2 separate regions of the Sus scrofa genome follow, and region 1 is linked to region 2. A link is a contact called in public HiChIP or PLAC-seq data. All regions are on one chromosome and are shown on one strand. Each heading gives the region's core, a stretch centred on a gene start, on an enhancer-like site or on the middle of the called end of the contact. The rest is flanking DNA. Distances are from core to core; before and after follow the strand shown.

Region 1 (4,327 bases), core at 451-2,950, 270 kb before region 2:
TCTTTTAAAACCTACATTTCAGAAAGCACTGGAGTTAGTTGAATTAGCATGTCTCTATGTCAAACTGCACCATAACAACAGTAGCAGGGGACTACTCAACCTACCCACATCTACCTATCACAGCCGCAAAGCGACCAAATCTCAACAGATGCTGCTAAGAAAGTGACAAGTGCTCCCAGACTACAGACCATGCCCACTGCTTTGGAGAGCAATGCACAGAGTTTCTAAGAGATGGGCCCAGTGGTAACCGTCTCTAAACTAATATTTATCAGCACTTATTTGGTGCTGAGCACTCCGTCAAATCAAGTGAGTTTCAGGAAAAAAAAAAAAAGTAGTTCATATACCTCAAAGACCATACTGGCTAGTGAGGAAGGGAATATTCTCCTTAAAGGCACACAGTCAATGCCTAATACATGTTTGCCCAATGTTGAACGCAGGATTATCACAGCTTTGAGAACTGGTTCAGAGGGCAACATAGTTTTTAAGAAAAACAAACAAAAAAGAATGGAAATGAGGCTCATTTTAAACCCACCAAACAAGCCCAGAAGCTTTTATGTATAGGAGAGATTCAAGGGCTGTCACAACAAAATTCCTTTGCCAGCTAAAAGTTCTTTTACATATTTAAATCTTCAAACGAAGGATTTCCAGAACTCGGATTTATTTAAGACTCTTCATAAAGCACTCATTGTGAAACGACAAGCAAGGTAATCTTCACACCCAAGAAAAGGGATTTGAACGTCACTTTCCTTGAAAAGTGTACTGCTGGGGATATTGGCAATCTGGATTCTCACGCCGCGAGTTGGTGGCAACTTTCGCCGCAGCTGAGAAGCGCCCTAACAGGATCCCACCTTCTGCAGGCAATTTCTCTACTCCCAGCTATTCAGTAACAGCAATAAGCACACAAGGTAGCGAGCGCTCACCGTGGCAAACACAGCGTTAAGGGCATCCCTTCTCACAACCAACGCGATGTGTTACACCCATTTCACAGGCGAGGAAGCTGAGGCCCAGGGTTAGGAGCAGCTCGCCCAAGGTCAGAGGCTAGAGAGCAGCGGGGCCTACTCCAGCAGAGGAAAGGTCTACACCAAAGCCTACTCTCAACTACCAGCGCGTCCTCGGCGAATGCTGGAGGGTTCGGGGCTCAGGCAATCCCCAGAGCGGCGGCCCCAACCTCCGAGGGGGCAAGAAGTCTCGGCAGGACGGGACGCAGCGGGGCGCACGAGGGAAGGACCTTGGGCGGGGACAGGTGGGTGTCCAGCGGCCTCCAATGGCACCGCGGCCCGGAAGAAAGCGCTCCGGAGACTCACCCGACTCGCAGCCACACGCGGAGAGCGGAAGCGGTATTCACCAGCGTAGACGCTGCACTCAAAGGCCCGCGGCCTCGGCGCCGGTACAGGTCCTGGTGGCGGCGGCCGGGCGCCCTACACAGCTGACCCTGCCGGGCCGGCCCCCGCCTCTCGCCGCCTGAGGCGCATGTGCCGCCCGGCTTGGACGGGCCCATTTTCAGGTGCTGTGGGGGGAGGGAGAGCGAGTCCACGGAGGGCCGGCAGGGCGTACACTGAGGCCAAACTGACAAGCCATATTTCATGGCTAAGAGTTACTGCATTCAGACAGTATTTTCGAAAACAAGAGTAAGGCGGAAGCCGAGCGAGTTTCACGCCGGTCGCTCCCCCACGCGGTCCCCTGTGCCGAGGGTACGGTCCAAAGTTTGAGCTCCAGTGGGCGGGGCTCGAGGGCGGCGGGAACTGCAATTGGTAGCTTTGAAGGTGCAGCAGGCGGGAATAGATGAGGAGAGAGCCGGCTTGCGATGTGGAACGGTAAGACAGCCGCTGGTGGCACGGGATCGGGCCCCCCGAGTGTGGCAGGAGCCCTGGAGAAGCCACATCCCACGCCTCTGAGGCGACTCTTTCTCAACTGCCCCACGTCGTGGAGTGGGTCTTGGTCTTGGGCAGGGGGCTGGGGACTACGGTTGAGGCCGAGACGAGGAGGGCGGTGATGCTGGGCGGTGACGTCACGTCCGCCCGTGGTGGGGCGGGGCCTAACGTAGGCCTGCGTCCTGCTGGCTCCGCCCCGAGCTGTCACGGGGTGAACTATCCCAACCTTGGGTTGCTCCTTTCCCCAGAGTCGGATGTTTAGGTTTTGGTTAACCGTAGCGTCTATCCTTTTTAGTCTTTGTAGCCTCTCGCATTACTCCTTCTGGTCCTTATGGCAGCCTTTCGGCTCCGTAGATTTACAGGAAAGTTATGTAAAGCAGATCTTTTTTGTCATGTGTTCATTCAACTGCTGTATTTCAAACACCTGCTATTTGCCAGGCGTTGTGTTAAGTGCTAGGAAATACAAAGAAATTAGGTATCAGAATCCGAAGTTTATTCAAGGGCTTTCAAACTTTACTGATAAGATCGAGTGCATTCTACCAGAATTCTTTAGAATGGCATTCCCCAGCTTTAGCCAGAACTAAGACTCCTATTCTAAAAATGCAAAATCTCAAGCCCTTCTCGGTCCACTCCACCCCCCAGTTTAAATCGTTGGGGCCCAGAAATCTGTGTTTTAACAACCACCCACACCTCCAGTGTTTTTGATGGAACGAAGGTTTGTTACTTTGACTGACCGTTGGACCCTAATTCTTCTCAGGTTGTTTACCTCGTCAGGTACTGCTGCTGGTATTTCTCAGTTATTTCCACTAGACAGTTCTCGGGCTGCCTAGACCGACCCTGTTCGAGATTTTAGGAATGCAGCAATGAATAAGACATAGTTCCTGCCCTGGTGGAGCTTAATCGAATATTGTAATGCCATAAAGTAATTAGTAAGCAAGATAACTTCAGGTAATTTCTTTTTTTTTTTTTTTTTTTTTTTTTTGTCTTTTGTCTGTTGTTGTTGCTGCTATTTCTTGGGCCGCTCCCGCGGCATATGGAGATTCCCAGGCTAGGGGTTGAATCGGAGCTGTAGCCACTGGCCTACGCCAGAGCCACAGCAACGCGGGATCCGAGCCGCGTCTGCAACCTACACCACAGCTCACGGCAACCCGGATCGTTAACCCACTGAACAAGGGCAGGGACCGAACCCGCAACCTCCTGGTTCCTAGTCGGATTCGTTAACCACTGCGCCACGACGGGAACTCCTTCAGGTAATTTCTGTAAAGACAGGCAGGGAAATAACTAAACTGGGTGGTCAGAATAAGTCTGTGAAGGAGTTTAGCTGAGACCTGAATTACAAGAGCCAAGGGTACAGGAGGAACTGTCCAGGCAGGGGTAACTGCAGACACAGTGATGCTTACCTCGAGTGATCACTTTGTAGCAGAGAAACTCAAAGGCCACTGCAGGTGGAACTCAGAAAGCCAAGGAGAGTGTGATAAATGATAGGGAGGCAAGAAGCAAACCGAACCACACTGACCCTGTGGACCAAGGTGAGGGTCTGTCTTGTCATTAAGGCAGGTGGGTCCTATATCTGGACAAGGACACAAATCTGGCTCAGTCTTCATGATCCTGATGCTGCTCCCACATTCTTCTTCTTTTTTTTTTTTTTTTTTTTGTCTTTTTGCCTTTTTTTTTTCTAGGGCCGCTTCCCACGGCATTTGGAGGTTCCCAGGCTAGGGTCTAATTGGAGCTGTAGCCGCCGGCCACAGCCACCGCCACAGCTATGTGGGATCCCAGCTGCGTCTGCAACCTACACCACAGCTCAAGGCAACGCCGGATCCTTAACCTATTGAGCAAGGCCAGGGATCGAACCCGCAACCTCATGGTTCCTAGTCAGATTCATTAATCACTGTGCCACGATGGGAACCCCTGCTCCCACATTCTTAATTCAGTTATTTTTCTCTCTCTAAACAACTCCTGGTCATTCTTCTTCAATTTTAACTATTGTTTTTTAGTGTCTTTTCAAAATACCTTCAACTAGCCACATCTTTTTAAGAAGTGGGCAATAGTAATAAATTATATGCCATGTTCAACAAACACTCGAGTGGTAGAAATAAGTCACAGCCAGGATTCTTTTAGAGGAATGTCCTGTTTGTCTTTGGAAATCCCACAATTAGTGCTGGAGGCATATGAGGTTGACTGACTGACTTCTGCCTCGTGTCATAAACACGGACACCCCTTTCTTCAAAGATAGGTTGTTAGAGGAATGTAAAGTCTGCAGACGTCCTGCTTAATCTTTTAGAAAGTATTCTTGCTTGCTTTTTATTTTCTCTTTAAAAGAGAGAGGCCTATCAGTGTCTCCAAATGAGGTGGCAGAGTTGAGATCAGCTCTTACCCTTGACCCACAGCCTCTGCCCTGAGGAAGAGACTCAGAGGCCTCTGCCCAGCGCCACAACTTGAAGAGCCATTAGGTCACG
Region 2 (3,691 bases), core at 1,151-3,650:
CCCTGAAGGTCACTGAGCTGGATTTTGAAGGATGGATAGGAGTGGTTCAAGCAGGTGGGGTTGGTGGGAATATGCAGACAGCAGGGATGGGGTGGAAGGTATTTATAACGTCTGCTGAGTTGCTGCCCGTTGCATGGGGGCCCTCTCAGGCTGGCAACAACCTTTCCCCTGATGGATTCTGTACAACTCTCTGCCCACATTCTCTCATTGCTTCTTTCTGTCAAAACACCAGAGAGGGTTCACCTCTACCAGGAAGAGCCTGCCTGACTAATCCCCATTCACCTCCATTTCCTTCAACTAAGCCAACACTCCCATTCTGGGAAAACTGGTTACCTGAGGGTTATTCTGTTATTTGAGCTCTTTGTTTTGGAAACTCTGACATTTGAAGAATAGACCAGCATTCCAAGTAATTAATCAGCTAAGTGTTTATCAAATACCTACATATTTGATATGAACTCTCTGTCACATATATCCTTTTTGACTCCAACAACAACCCAGTTGACAAGGAAGACAAACACAAACTAAAAACAGATTACAATTCAGAAAACATTTATTAAATGCCCAGTATTTACAATTCTTTAAATTTCTTCCATCCATCCAACATTCAGTGAGCACTACTAGGGCCAGTCACTGAGTATGGCACCTGGAAATGGAGATGCACTAAAACATACATGCCAGGCAGCACGGAAAATAAACCCACTGCAGTCGGTTTTCTGCCAGAGCAATGTTCAAAGTACAGCAACAAGTTCAAGGAAAAAAGTGTTGACTGCTGGGATCCTGGGAGGAGATACGCTCCAGCTGCTTATCCTCTTTACTTTGTATTACGACATCTTAAAACACACACACACACACACACACACACACACACACACACACACACACACACACACACACACACACACACTAGTACAATGAATCTCCAGGTACCCAGGACCTGGCTTTAACAAGTAGAAACTACTTTGATTCATTTATATCACCACCCACTTCCCTTGTCCCTTCGTTTTGAAGCCAATCCTAGATGTTTTTTTGTTTTTTTTTTTTTATCATTTCATCCATAAACACTGGGCTGTATTACCTGGACCTTCCACTAGTAACATCATTCTCCCAATCTATTCTTTTGCCAGTGACTCCACCAGAGTTACATACTCTGATTGTTGCCAGTAACTCCAAAGCCTTGGCTCGCTCAGGGTAAAGATCCAGGACTTTATTGGCGCTTCTGAGTTGGCAGAAGGAAAACACTGAGGTGATCCAGTGAAAATCTCACATGGCCTTCTCTAGAATGCTGGACATAGTCTTCTGGTCCTTGGCCCTCCTAAAACAGCTAAGTCTTCAGAAGCTTGTGGAGCAGCTAATGTCTGTACAAAATGGGGGCTACAATCCACATTCCCATGTACCCTTAGCAACGTTCCAGGAAATGTCAGACAACCTGCAAGCCAACCTGACCTGGAGGTGCTTGATCCAAAGTCAGCACCTTGATCTTCACTGGGTGGGGAGCCTGGATGTATATGAACATCTGGCCTTGCTACCTTCCACTCCTTCAGCGTTTCTATGTCCCTCTGCAACGTACTAACATCATGCAGTTACTCAACCCAGAACATTATGCTGGTCCCCTTCTGCCTGTTCTTTTAAAGCCATCCACTACTGTCCACCTCTATCATCACCATTCCATCCAGGCCACCATTCCCTTCCCTCAAGTACAGCAACAGTTAAGCATATTTCTGCCTTTTGCAAACACTCCATCCCCACCCCCCCATTCTCCACGCAGCAGCTGACTGATCTTCATACAAACGCTCTGCTTAAAACCCTCTCGTGGTTCCTAACACCTACAGGGTCAAGACCAACCTCATGACAACTAAGGAGGCCCTGCGTGCTTCTTCATCTACATGTCCCCCCGGGTCTTGCCCGCAACTCAAACCCTCTTTTAAGGGCCCCCTTTCTCGAGTCTCTGTGCTCTTACCTGGGAAGCGCCTTTTCCCCTGTAAATAATAAAAGCTACACCTACTGCGCCCTCGCTTACTTGCGCTACCTCATAGGAGTCTGCAGCAACACTAAGAAATCGATTTCATGTTGCAGATGGACAAAGTGAGGATGGGCACCTTACCCAACGGTCACACAGCTAGTGAGTGGAAGAGCTCACACTCGGATTCAGACTCACCGCGCCAGAGGCCACGGGCTTAACCACAGAGTTACCCTGCCCGCGCACCCCTCCACCGCTGCAGGGATCTCTCCAACCCGTAGACTGCCCCTCATCACTGCGCCCTTCGTACACCAGCCGGTCCCGCGTAGCAACGAGGCTTCTGATTGGCCGCCTCCGGCGACGGCGGGCGCGAGGGAGGGCGCTAGGGCGCGGGGGCGTCGCGGAGAAATGACGCAACGCCGTGGCTCCTTAAAGGCGCCGGCCCTTCGCGCCGCGGATGGCGCAGGCGCGTTTCGGAGGCTCGCGCTTGTGCTCCGAGCGCTGAGAGCCGGGCCGGGCAGGCGGGCGCGCGCGGGCTGGGCAGACGGGACGCGCGCCGTAAGCGGGCCGCTGGAGGGGTCTAGTTGGGCGGTGTCAAGAGCCGGACCCACGAGCTGAGGAGTGGGCACCGCGATGGCCGAGGGCAGCGCCGTGTCCGACCCTCACCACGCCGCGCGCCTGCTGCGAGCGCTCAGCTCTTTCCGCGAGGAGTCCCGCTTCTGCGACGCGCACCTGGTCCTCGACGGGGAAGAGATTCCGGTGCAGAAGAACATCCTGGCAGCTGCCAGCCCGTACATCAGGTGAGGAGGGGGCCGGGCGGGGCCGCGCTGCCGGGATCCCAGGGGCGGGGCGAGTCGGGCGTGTCCCGGGAGCCCAAGGTCCCCACCCCCCAGCCGCTGGGGTCCCTCTGGTCACCGCTGAGCGCGGTGTCCCCCCAGGTAGACACCCCGGCCGGGCCTCACCCGTCGCCGCCCCCCAGGACAGCCCTTGTGGCCTTGGTCGCCCCCGGGCTGGGCCCATGCCCCCACCGGACCACTGCCCCTCTGGAGTTGAACCCTCACCACAATACCCCCATCCTCTCCCTTCAGGGTCCCACCACCTCGCGCTCACTCGGGCTTCCGAGCCCCGGAGGCCCCAGACCCGCACCCGCAAGTAGGGCGGGGCCGCACCGGGGAAGAGCCCGCCCCTTCGCCGGGGCCCAGCTCGCGGATCCCGGCTGAAGTTTGCCGGCCCGTCGTTCGCCTCCAAATCGACTCACAGTGGGCCGGGCCCGGCGCCGAGAACGCGGCCAGGGAGCGCCCCTCTCGCGGAGCCAAACAAACACCTCCCTTCGGGTGTGGGCAGAGGGAAAACGCTATTGGATTTCCTCCTTAGGATGGATGATCTGATCCCTCAAGGCCCAAGTTCTTCTCAAAAGTGACTTTTCCACTCCCTTGTGGGAAGTGTTTAAAAGGAAGGGTAGTGCGTTATAGACACACGTTAGACTAAGCTGTAGCACATTTTAAGGACTAGTTCTCAGGATGCTTACCCCCCGAGGACCACGAGCTTTTAGCGACATAGAGGAGGCGTTTTAAAACAAAGCTTAACCTGATTTGCTAGCTCAGCTGATGAGGTGAATTAAAGGTTGATAAGACACAGTGCACTTGCAATTGTATCCCATTTGGAAGGGGTCTGTTTTAGCAACTTTCTTGCAAACTGGGTCGGTCTTTTAATAAAAGGAAAAAAAACTGCTAA

The links. HiChIP or PLAC-seq counts read pairs in DNA pulled down with a chosen protein or histone mark.
Region 1: an H3K27ac HiChIP or PLAC-seq map of alveolar macrophages shows a contact between it and region 2. The contact joins the promoter of CMC2 here to the promoter of GAN in region 2. A contact is called at or near these places in 1 of 5 promoter capture datasets (liver) and 1 of 2 datasets of contacts at active chromatin or transcription factors (alveolar macrophages).

Annotation. Positions count from the first base shown.
Region 1 is chr6:7,252,310-7,256,636 of Sscrofa11.1, reverse strand. CMC2 (COX assembly mitochondrial protein 2 homolog) reads right to left here and starts at 1,700. Exons shown (of 2, transcript XM_021097072.1): 1 at 1,305-1,700. The coding sequence starts at 1,585. It overlaps CENPN (centromere protein N), which reads left to right and starts at 1,710. Exons shown (of 11, transcript XM_021097067.1): 1 at 1,710-1,814.
Region 2 is chr6:6,988,379-6,992,069 of Sscrofa11.1, reverse strand. GAN (gigaxonin) reads left to right here and starts at 2,400. Exons shown (of 11, transcript XM_003126840.6): 1 at 2,400-2,757. The coding sequence starts at 2,591.